2 separate regions of the Sus scrofa genome follow, and region 1 is linked to region 2. A link is a contact called in public Hi-C data. All regions are on one chromosome and are shown on one strand. The core of a region is the stretch at or near the end of the contact, and the rest is flanking DNA. Distances in the headings are between cores, read along the strand shown.

Region 1 (5,714 bases), core at 230-2,729, 120 kb after region 2:
GCTGTGGCTTTAGGCCCCGCACCCTCTAGGAACCTGACGCCGGATCCTGTGGCCCAAAGCTCAGCACAGGACAAATCCTTCCTTTCCTCAGGCTTCAACCAACCAGCAGCCTATGCCATGGACACACACCCCCACCTAATGGGCCTGGTGCCCAGGTACCCAGCATCTACTCTAACAGCCTCTTCACATCTTGTTTGTTCACTTGAGATTTTTTTTTTTTTTTTTTTTTTGCTTTTTAGGGCCGCACCGGCTAGGGGTCGAATCAGAGCTGCAGTTGCCAGCCTATACCACAGCTACAGCAACACCGGATCTGAGCCACATCTGCAACCTACACCACAGCTCACGGCAATGCTGTATCCTTAACCCACTGAGCAAGGCCAGGAGTCGAACCCACATCATCATGGATACCAGTCCATGGATCCATTACTGCTGAGCCACCACAGGAACTCCCGCTTCGGGATTTGAAAGAGAGCATCACAAGCATATAAGCGGTTTTTGGCAAATGATGAGACCTCATCAGAGGCCTAGACTGTAGCCCCCCCACTACCCACGAGCCCAGTGCTGTTCATGAGCCAGCCCACCAGTCACAGGGCTCAGGACTTGCTGCTAAGTCACTTACCAGAGTCCCGGAGGAGCTGGCCAGCGTGGCTGGGGGCCTCTGCACTCTTAGGACTTCTCCATAATCGATGACATCAAAGTTACTCTTCCAAACCATCACCTGCCGAGACCAACAAGCACACAGAATCAGGGAGAGAAAAATCCTTTATCATCCCTTCTCCATGGAACAGATGGGCCAGAGGCCACCCCCAAAGTTCTGGGCCAGATGTGGGATTGTGTTCCCCACCTGACACCCCCTCATCTCTGGGACCTGCCCCACCTCCCCGGAGAGCAGACCGTTTGGACAGACCCCGAGAGGATCGGAGTGCTCTACCAGGACAGGGAGTCACTATCGCCACCAGGCCTTTGCACTGGCTGCTCCCTGGGCCTGGGGTGTCTCAGGCCCAAGTTTCATGTAGCTGGCTCCTCAGGCTGCAGTGTCTGCTCTAATACCACCTTCCCAGACAGGCCTTCCCTCTGAGTTTCTAGTATTGCCCTCTATCTCCTTCATGGCATCAGAGTCAGAAGTTATTTAATCTTTGTCCCTTTTCCTTATTTATCATGTCTCCCCACTTTTAGTGGGGAGTTGTTTAGGGTGGCAGCCAAACTAGCTCCACTGTGAGAAGTGGTTCAGATACAGCCTCCAGGCCAGAGCACTAGGGTTAAGATCCCGGCTTATCCTTTACTGTGTAGCTTTAGGCAAGGGACTCAACCTCTCTAGGCCTGTTTCCTCCCTCATCTGTGAAAAGGGGATGATCAGAGCTCCCATCTTAAAGGGCTGCAGAGAGGCTCAGACACTGGCCTCCAGAGAGAAGTAACACCCCTATCCATTATTCCACATTCCCCTAGGAGGACCTTCATGCCCTGAGGCGCCTTCAACAAAAGCTGGGCAAGAGTGCTCCCTGCTGGAGGGTGTTAGCCACACACGGCTACACTCATCTAGGGTCACTTCCAGCGGGGGCAGGAACTGAGAATCATGGCCAACAGTCAACAGAAGCCACAGCAAAATCACCGAATCCATAGAAGATGGAAATTCAACGTGCCCTAGACTCTTAACCCATCAGAACAAAGCCACGAGCTTGTTCTTTGAGAGGCTCTTCTCCACTCCCAGAGCAGCACCGCAGTTTCTCTCTTCCCAGATGATGGGCATCTAGGGTCTCTCACTTGTCACCTTTAAAACAGAACGTTGGCACACACCCCTTTGCTTAGAGGGTCCTGTGCATTGCACAAGACTAACTGCTACATGATTCTGAGCAGAGGAATGGCAACAAGGAATGCGAAGAGAGAATGTCAAGTGTCATTCCAAAAAGGCTCTCCGAGCAGACTATCAGAAGGGAGCCAGGGAGTTGACAGCAGAGGCTGCCTGAGGAGGGGGCCCGGGCCTCTTGTGCTATATGAATTCCTGTCACCATGACTTTATTTATGGTGTGAGTTTACTGCACTAGTTTCTCTAGTCTTCTAAGCAGTAAGCCAGGCCTCTCTGCCCAGGCAAGGCTCCGTGGTCCTCTCATCTGGTTAGCACAGGAGCTGGTGCGGGGGTGGGAAGACGCCTGCTATCTCTTACCCAGACTGTGCCTTCAACCAACTTCGGCTTTCCCGGCAGCGACTCAACTGAAATCAGTCCATCTGATCAGGGCCAGTGGGACTTTCCCGGGTGGAGCAGTCAGAGCTGTAAGGCCTCGCCCTGATGGGATGAACATTCTGGGCGATGTACCAGGTCATCAGTGACTTGGAACATCCCCCCTTCTTCCCTGCCTCAGGCAAATATGGTTCTCTGGATAAGCAGTACTGTGTGGAACTGGAGAAAGGTTCCCTATGGGTGGACCCTTCAATGCCCTTGAAGCCTCCCAGGTGCCAGACTCTGGGCTGGATCCCAGGGACAGGCAGCCTTCAGCTCCGAGGTCTGCTGAGACTCTGTCTCTTCATCCAGAGAAGAGGTGAAGACAGGGCCTGCCCCAAGGGGCTGCCTGAGGACTGAACAAGGTCTGACTCTCACCGTGTTGCCCGCATTACCAGGCCCACAGTAAACATCCAATGATTATCTCATTTTTCACCTATAATCAGGAAAAAGAAGTTCTTAAAAAAAAAACCCTAACTTTCTCATGGCAACAATAACCCAGACTCCTTCCAACCCATACTGGTTTGAGCAATAAGGCTTTTGAGATGCTGCCACAGGGTCAGTGCCTGCAGCACACTTGCTCTGGGAAGCCAAGAGCCTTGGGTCTGAGCACCCCAGCTCATGATCCAGGCTTCAGGACGGCTGAAAGCCACTAAGGAAGCTGATGAAACCCAGCCCACCGGCCCCCAAGACACGTCAGGCCCCTGTTCTGTTCTCATCAGTATCAGCTGAGACGCCTCAGACCATTTTTTACTTACTTGTTCATCAGAACCTCCAGAAGCAAAATATTCCCCCGTTCTTGAAAAGGCAACGGTGGTGGCTGGACCCTATGAGAACAAACCAAAAAAGGACAAACACTAAAGGTTACTCTAGATTCTCAGTGCACAGAAAGGAACCAGAAGCTCCTGAGTAAGGGCAGTAGGGCAGAGGGCTGCACATGTTCTCCCCAACCTTTGGTGGAGAACCCAAAGGAGCCCATGCACGAGCACTAATGACAAAGGCCAGGCCATGTGGTCCAGGAATGAGCAGGACATTCCACGTGGACAGCCCTGCTGGGCTGGAAACGCTGCCCCCACCTCCCAAGGAGAAGCCAAGTCAGAGAGGTGCACGGACTTAAGCTGGGCCCAGCACCAGCACTAGAACCCAGTTTCCTGAGCCAGGCCATACTCCTCCCTGCAGCTGACCTGAGAAGTGCAGAGCCCCACAGCAGAGCCAGGGAGCAGAGGTAGGGTGCAGTCAGGAAGTCCAGACCAGGGCAGGATGGAGGAGGGGGAGGAACATGACACACCCCTCCAAAGGGCACGTCATTCCCCTCACGTTGGGGCTTTGGGAGAAGACGTGTTGCTCTGGCTTCCCAGGTGCTGAAGAACCACACAACTGTCCATAGCATGATGCCAGGCCTGAGCCCAGCAGTGCTCTGAGGCCAGTGGGCACAGCCAGGCCTGGGGCAGGGGGCCTGATCACCCAGTAAAAAGGGAGGGCTCTTCCTCGCACACTTGACATCCATCTCAGAAAGATGCGCAAAGCAAGAAACCATCCAGCACACCACAAACCACCTCTTCCTTTTGGCCAGACTTTGAGGGTGCCACCAACCAGCATTCCCAAGCAGGACCAGAAAGATCAAAGAGGCTCTTTTCCTGGATGATGACAGTACAGCCACTGCCAAGGGCCGCCTCATTCCCTCCAGAGTAGCACAGGGAGCAACAGGAGCCCTGGCTGCCCATATGAGGTGCCTCCAACAGTGGGGCCGACACATTGGACAAGAGCAAGACTGAGAAGCGCTTCCACTTGATGCCAGGAAAGACCTGACAGGTTGCGGGCTCCCAAGGTCATGGAGCAAGGCCAGCTTCTGCCTTGCCCAGAAGAGACAGGCAGGTTAAACAGAGCTGCCCCCTAGGCCCAGGTGTACTGGGCAGAGGAAGCATGTCTGCCCAGGCTTCTGGAATATACCCACAGCTCCGCCTCTCCAAGCCGCCCATAATGGGGGTGACGAAGAAGTACAAGGCCAGCTACCACCAAGGGCTGGGCTGCCCGGAGCACTTCACCTGCACTGACGTACTTGACTCTTGGGGTCTGTACATTTACCCTTCTTAAGGGTGACGTGTCCAAGAGGGGTCAGAGACAGGGCCCTCCAGCTGTGCCTGCCACTGCCGTCTCCCACAGGTGGGGCCAGCCAACAGGACAAAGGAGATCTACTCTCACTGATGAGAACAACGTCTCCTTGCGGCATCACAGGCTGGGACTCGGGGCCTGGCTGTAGGACTGGGGCTGGTCATGCATCACTCAGATATGCTTGCAGGCTGACAGTCACCCCCGGTTGACAGGACTTAAGGTGGGGGAGGCAATTTCAGGTGACTTTTGAGTCTTAAAAATCTCTAATTTCCCATACTTTGAATTTCTAACAAGCATATAGCATCATTAGGTTAATACAAAACAAAGCAATAAAACTGTTTTCATTTTGAGGAAAAACAAAGAGGGAAGAGAGAAAAGGGAAGGAAAACAGTACATGGAGTGTCAAAAACAAGCCGGGCTCTCTGCCTGCCCAAAGCTCATTGAGGAATGGCATGTTTCCAAGAAGTCACAGCAACTAAGGAACCAAACAAATATTCAAGGGTCAGGCTCTTTTCCTGTTGTCACTCAACCACCAGATGCCAAGTTGGGGACAAGATGTTAGCAGCCCATCAGAGACAGGACCACTGAAGAACGTGGCTGGAAGCCCATAGTTTGGCAGGGGGATCAGGACCAGGACCCCTCCATACAAGAAGTGTCAGAGCTTTCCCGAGTCCAAGTCCCAGGAAACTCCAGGGAGCAAGTGATAGGGTGCTCTGAGGAACTCTCGAGGGTTGAGGCCTGCAATCCTCCCCAGTGGTGCCCATTTACCAACGGGACTGCCCAGCTCCTACACCAGGTACCTAAGAGTTCCTGCAAAGAGCAGCCTGCCTCAAAGGCTCCAGCCCATCCATCCGGGGCACACGAAAGCAGCCCAGGGCCAGTGCAGGGCTCTGCTGTGGGCTAAAGCCAGCATGTTCTGTGATGCAGACCTGGCTCTTCACTGCTGACAATCTTAATACCAACCCTCAGGGGCCCAGACAACCCAGGCCCCCAGGCTACACCAGGCCCTCATCTGTCCTCCTCATCAGTGCCCTGGCCCCACCGAACCACTTGATGATCCTCAAATACTGTGAGCGCACAAAGGCCCCTTTCTCTGTGTTCTTTCCTGCAGCCTCCTGCACTGAGTTCTTAACTCAGTTATTTTCAATCTTTCTTGGTTTTAAATAAATTCATTTAAGGCTACAAATTTACCTCTGACTACCACCTTAGCTAGATCCCCAAAGTTTCCAATATGCAGTTTTTTCACGATTGTTCATCTCCAAATGTTTTGTTTCCAATGGGGTTTCTCTGTAGCCCAGCAGTTATTCAGGAGTTCATTCTAGTTTCCAAACCACAGGGACTGGGGGAGTCTCTTTTTATCACTGGCAGGGATCAGGCATGATGCGTG
Region 2 (5,925 bases), core at 1,526-4,025:
GCCCCAGCCCCAGGTCACCTGGGGCCCCTGTGCCCCACCATGTGGTGTCTGGGAACACGAGGGCCCATCTGCCCATCTGTGTTTCCCTTCCCTCTGCTGTGGGCTGTGTTTCCCCCTGGTCCAAACAACAAGATCCAGCCCAGAAATAGCATATGTTTCAGGCCTCTGCTCGTCCAAGTCATAAATCGCCTAGTGTGATGTGCTCCTTGTGTCAGCTTGCTTCAAAACTTGGGGTGGGGGTGGCTGAGGGATTGTGAGGAGCACTCAGGGCCTCCTCCAGGCTGAGTAGAGAGCTAGGAGACTGGATAAGCTCAGGACTGAGGCTCAGAAAGGCAAGAAGGGACCAGTCCTTGCTAAACCTGGAACTGGCTTGAATACTCAGTCTGGAGTGGGAACCAGAGGATGGTGGCCCACATTCAACTTGAGCTTAAGGGCTTAGACTTAAACTGGAGCTGAGGTCAGAGATCAGAGGGTTGAGCTTCAGTCTTGTCCAATGGTCAGAAGTCCAGTCTTGGCTTAGAGTCAGGGTTCAGAGGGCAGGGGCCATGACTCAGAACCTGATGAGCCAGGCTCTCTGGGGTCAAGGTCAGGACTCAGGCTGAGGTAGGGTCAGAGGTCAGAGGTTAACATCAGCTGTGTGCTGATCTTTCTGGAGGGGGTCTCAGAAGAAGAACTGTGGCGAGGCCCTAGGTCCCCAGTCACTGCCCAGGGTCCTCTCACTTCCCAGACTGCCCCGAGAGGCGGTCCTTCAGGCTCTTCAGGCATCTGCTGTCCCACCTGAGCCATGTGCAGGCAGCATCGTCCTGGGCACATTTTCCAGGCCTCCATTCTGCCAGCTGAGTTTTCCTGCCTCTTCTCTGTTCTGGGCCCAGCATGACCAGAGATTTGGGGATGAGCCCACACAGCAGCTGGTGGGGGAGTTGGGGTGGAGGAGGCAAGCAGGAATGAGAGGCCAGCAGGCAGAGAAGGGTGCCAAGGAGGAAGCCTTATCACAGGCCTCTCTGTTCTCATCTCCCACGGGGCCTGGTCATGGACCAGTCTCAGCCATTCACCCACTGCTGGGGCCCTGACCCAGGAGGTCTCCTCCTCCCCAAGGGGAGCACAGGGAGATTCAGCCAAGAGGGGAACCAGCATGTGTAAGAGGGTGAGGGCTGCAGGGAGGTGAGAGAAGACCTGGGGGACAGGAATGCACGAGAGCCAGTGGAGGATGTGTGGACGAGGAGAGGGCTGCCCAGCCCGCCCAGGATGCAAGGCCTCCAGGGTTTGGCTGCGAAAGTCCCAGTCAACTGAGCTATTAATACCCAGCTACGACCCACGCACCCTTGCTGGGAGGACGCCGAGTTCCTTGGGGGCTAAAAATGGTCTGAGATGAGGGTGGCCCAGTGTCCTCCCTCTCTTCTTGTCAGAGGAGCTGGGGCCAAAGGCCAAGCTGGCCTGGAAGGAGGCTGGAGCCAGGGTGGGGGTGCAGAGGGTGACTGAGGTGCTCAGCCAGTCCAATCCCTGTGGCTCAGAGGCCCGAGGTAAGGGACTGTGGGCTGGCCAGCAGTCCCACCCAGGAGGGGACCACCACCCGGCTCTCCTAGCTCCTTATCCCCACCCAGGCCTTGTCTTTCCCCTCAGACCTCAGCTTAGTCTGCCCCAGGCTGCACCAAGGGTCTGAGGGCTGCCTATCTTCTCCTATGGGGAGGGGCCCTGAGGGGATTCTGGGGAGGAATTTGGAGCCTCTGGTGGGACCTGAGCTGCTAAAGCAGAGCCGTTCATGTTTCAGTTTCATGTGTGAAATCTCAATTGTTCACAGCATTCTTTGAGAAAGGAGTTACTGGAAGCACCATTTTATGGACGAAGAAACTGAGGCTTGGTCATGTCTCCAGAGCCTGAGCTGAAGAGACCTGGTTTGTCAGACTCCAAACCCTACCCTGTTATGTCATTATAAAAGGAGGTTTCTTGGTTTATCTCAGGGATCCGTAAACCAGGTGTCTCCATCAAAATGCCCTGATCGCCATAGTGTCCCCAGCCCTCTTGGGTGGCTGGACCAATAATGAGGGGCCTACAGGGACACCTTCCTCCTGCCTTGGTGAACCCCCCCTCCCAGGGGTCGGCAGCCACTTCCTCCCTCATCCCTAAGGCTCAAGGGCATATCCTGGGAGCCTGTGCTGGTCTTCTGGGCTCAAGGCCACTCAAGGCCACCTGCTCCCTGCTGTGACTCCCTCCCCTCCCATGACAGATGCTCCAGGATCCAGACACCGACCCCAGAAAAGCCCAGACTTGGCCGGGAGAGTCAAAATGAGAAAGTGGCTAAGAGGTGTTAGCCCTGGAGGCCCCCTGAGCCGGAAATCGCGACAGCTGCCTGGCTTACAGGCCCTGGGTACTGGGCCCTGATCCAGGGCAGGCAGCAGCCGTGTCAGGTGTCCAGAGGACTTGGGGGGAGGTGATGGCTGGAGCCAGGGCCAGCCTGCCTGTGGTTAGCAGGGCTGTCGACACCTCTTGGGCTGCCAAGGCAAAGTGGGATGAGGGGCCTGGGGAAGGGGTCCTCCCTTAGCCTGGAGGGTCTGAGGGGAGCACAGGCCCTGCCTTGAAGGTCAGGGGAAGGAAGCACAGTCCTGTCCTAAGTTGAGAGATTCCTGGCTCTGCCTGAGAAGTCTGAGTGGGACAGACCCCTAGCCTTGGGGGCTGTAGAGGGGGTGTCTTTCCTAATGGCTGGTGGGGAATGGGGTGTGGGGGGTTGTCCCAGCCTGACACCAGGGAAGGCTGCCCACTGAACCTGCCTCCCTCCTGTTCCCTGCTGGGAGGCTGGTGGCTCTGCTGGACAAGGCAGGAGGCCTCTGGCCTCAGGCTGACCGCACAAACTCCTCCCCAGGAGAAAAGTAGAGGCCTAGCTCTGCCTGGATTTTCCTCAGCCCTTGGAGTGGGTCTTGGCCTTGGCATTGGTGGAGAGGGGGGCACAGGCTAGCTTCAGAGAGGTGGTTCCAGGGGAGCCCTCTTGGGATGCCCCCCTCCTGCCTCCACCCTGCTCATTTGATCCATGCACCTCAGCTCTCCTAATGCCCATGTGCTCACCCCCTCTGGAGCCACCTCCCCAGGCAGTCTTCCTGGATTGATAGAAATGAGGAGGCCTCATGCTCCCAACTCCTACACCAGGCCTGGAGTGTCCACAGCCACCCTTCCCTGCCAGCAGAGCCTGACCTCATGCGGTCTTGGGCCTCCATCTCTTTCCTCACCATTTTTTCAACAATCCCTCCCTCCCAACTCTTTCCTAGTCCCCAGGCCTCTGGTTCTCTGGCTGATCTAGCCCCTTGGCCATGCCAGGTCTGGGGTCCTCTCCCTTTGCAGCTGTCCCTGCTGCTCAGTCTGGGCCTCAGTCCCCTGCCCTGTGTCTCTGTCTCTTCTCTCTGGGGTTATCTTGGTCCTTTGGGTTCTGACTCAGACCTGACCCTGTCTCTCTGTTTGTTTCCATCTCTGCCCCTCTCTCTATCTCTGTCTGGCTCCCTGACCTGGTCTCCCATATCTCGGCCTCTCTGTCTCTGTTGCTCTAGAACCAGGTCCCAGCAGTGTCTCCCCTCCCCACCTGGCCAGGGCGCCTGCTCAGACATCTGCTCTAACGTGTATTCACTGGGCCCCACGAAGAGCTCAGACAACACTTGTGGTCTCAACTCTGGCCCAGTTCCAGAGGAACTGCTGGATTCCCAGAAGCCGGGGGAGGGAGAAACAGGCCAGAGGGCCATGTGCCTGGAGGGGCTAATGGCCCTGGGCCTCCCTCTTCTCAGGCCACTGGCCCTGGTCCCTACCTGCCACAACTCCTGGTGCCCCAGGCTTCACATTTGACCCCACCACAGATGGTTGTGTGACCCCAGGAGGGTTCTGAGCTCATATCCTCTTGTCCAGAGTGGGGCCAGCAGGGCCTACTTCAGCAGGTGTCAGAGGAGAGATGTCAATGCACGTAGTGAACAGTTGGCACTGTGCCCAGCACACAGTGCTCCATAGAGTCCCCATTACTGTTACTGTGACTGCAATTCCTCAGGGTCCCCAGAGTCATAACAGGTGGAGTGGGGGGTGGGCAGAGCTTCTGCTACTTGAAGTGTCCCATAGCCACCCCGAGTCCCACGCCTGTCCCTTCCTCTTTTGGACAGAAGACATCTCCCCACACCAGGAACCCTCCCGTCCTCAGAGTACATCTGAATTGCACACTGCTCACCAAGTTAACCACTGCTGGCTTGGGGATATATTTTTTTAAGAAGACATTTTTTCCAGGGGGAAAAACACGCAGGAGCTATAATTAGTCAGGAAGAGGAAAGAGGAACGGAGCGTGTGAATCACCAGCCCCGGTGACAGACGGTTAGAGCCGAGCAGGTTTCAGGAGAAGCTGCTGGGGTGTGGGGAAGTTGGGGACGGCGTGCTGCCCCCAGGCAGGCTGGGGTTCTCGCACACCAGGAATGTTCAGGGATGGACACTCCACCTGTCATCCTGAAGTCTTTATGCCTTCCCTCCAAGGCTCTGTCACCCATCACCCCATCAAGGTCCCAGCTTCTCAGCTCCGCTGTAGCTCCTGCCTGCCCTGACCATTCCCAGAGCTTCTGTCCACCTCATCCCAAGGCCAGTGGCCATCTCTGCTGGCACATACCTGGGCAGAGAGCCTTGTGGCTTGAATGAGGAGAGAAACTTTAGAGGGTTTGAGTCACAGGGATTGCACACCCTCTAGACCAGCTTCTTATTCATTCATGTGTTCATCAAATACTGAAATTTTGCTGTGTGCCCAGTCCATAGACAAGCAAACAGATGCCTAGAGAGGTGGCACTCCCGGCCTAAGGCCACACAGCTGTGAGTGGAACAGCGTCTCAGCCTGTCCTGTTGTACCAACTCTGCTGAGCCGATCCTGGGCAGAGCTCCGGGCCACCAAGGTCACCATCACCAGGCCCCACTCTTAACTGAACCCATATTCTTTTTTTTTTTTTTTTTAATTTTATGGCCACACCTGCAGCACATAGAAATTCCTGGGCCAGAGAATGAATCCGAGCCACAGCTGTAACCTATACTTCAGCTGCAGCAAATCCAGATCCTTTAACTCTCTGCACCAGGCCGGAGGGGATTAAACCCACACTTCCGCCAACAACCCAAGACACTGCAGTCAGATCCTTAACCCACTGCACCATGGCGTGAGCTTCAGGCTCATATTCTGGTGGGGAGGCAACTAGGCACCTATGGGGCAGACCACCCAGTGCCATGAAGTGGGAAGTACAGTGCTGCGGGAACCTGGAAGTGGCTCTTGATCCACCCTGGTAGTCACAGAGAGCTTCATGAGGGAGGAGGTGAAAGGGGTTCAAAGGCTGGAAATAGCATGATGGACCATCACATTGGAGGGACGGTAAGTAACTCCGTGGCTGGGTTCAGGGAGAAGCAGGAGTGAGGGGTTGCTGGGGAGTTGCTGGGTTTCTGGGCCAGGCCCTCACAGTGCTCATTTCTACAGTGTTTCTCCTGAACACTTAGCTGGGGCTCTTGGGACCCTGGTCCTTGGGGACCCTTCACTGGGTCTTTGTCATGTCTGGCCCAAGGTAACCACTGTCTGGGAGGTCAGGGGCCAAGGAGACCAGACCCCAGGGTTTTCCCCCTCTCTCCCTCTCCTCTGGGTGAGGGCTGGCCACCGAATGCTCTAGGGGTCTCAGCCCAGGTCTCAGGGGGTGCACTGGAGCAGCAGGGCCTGTGCCTGAGAGCAAAGGGAGAGGGCACTTCCTCCCCTGGAAGAGTATGGCATCATTCAGCACACACAGAGCTCCCTTCCAACCCCAGACCAAATTAGCCTTCCAAATTACAGGCTGCATGGCCTCCAATTTGGGGACTGGGTGGGAGAACAGAGACCCAGCTCTCCTTCCTGCTTCCTGCTCGTGGAGAGTTCTCGGCGAGTCCACCCCTAAATAACAGGACCATGTTAGG

What was found. Hi-C and Micro-C count contacts between places; a contact is called where the count stands out from the background.
Region 1: a contact with region 2 is called in a Hi-C map of retroperitoneal adipose tissue, with 2.0 times the contacts expected there. The contact joins two enhancer-like sites. A contact is called at or near these places in 1 of 5 promoter capture datasets (liver), 31 of 47 Hi-C or Micro-C datasets (adipose tissue, alveolar macrophages, blood and 16 more) and 2 of 2 datasets of contacts at active chromatin or transcription factors (alveolar macrophages and skeletal muscle).

The regions. Positions count from the first base shown.
Region 1 is chr13:34,271,407-34,277,120 of Sscrofa11.1, forward strand. POC1A (POC1 centriolar protein homolog A) reads right to left here. Exons shown (of 11, transcript XM_021068878.1): 8 at 2,974-3,042; 9 at 620-718. Among named protein-coding and RNA genes, the nearest start is that of POC1A, 34 kb to the right of the region's middle. Within about 2 kb of position 1,480, at least 20 of the 83 cell types and tissues checked have an H3K27ac peak or open chromatin away from gene starts, as enhancers often do. A contact at or near this core is called in alveolar macrophages, retroperitoneal adipose tissue and spleen, where this site is marked.
Region 2 is chr13:34,145,421-34,151,345 of Sscrofa11.1, forward strand. No RefSeq gene overlaps it. Among named protein-coding and RNA genes, the nearest start is that of RPL29, 27 kb to the left of the region's middle. Within about 2 kb of position 2,776, at least 17 of the 83 cell types and tissues checked have an H3K27ac peak or open chromatin away from gene starts, as enhancers often do. A contact at or near this core is called in alveolar macrophages, retroperitoneal adipose tissue and spleen, where this site is marked.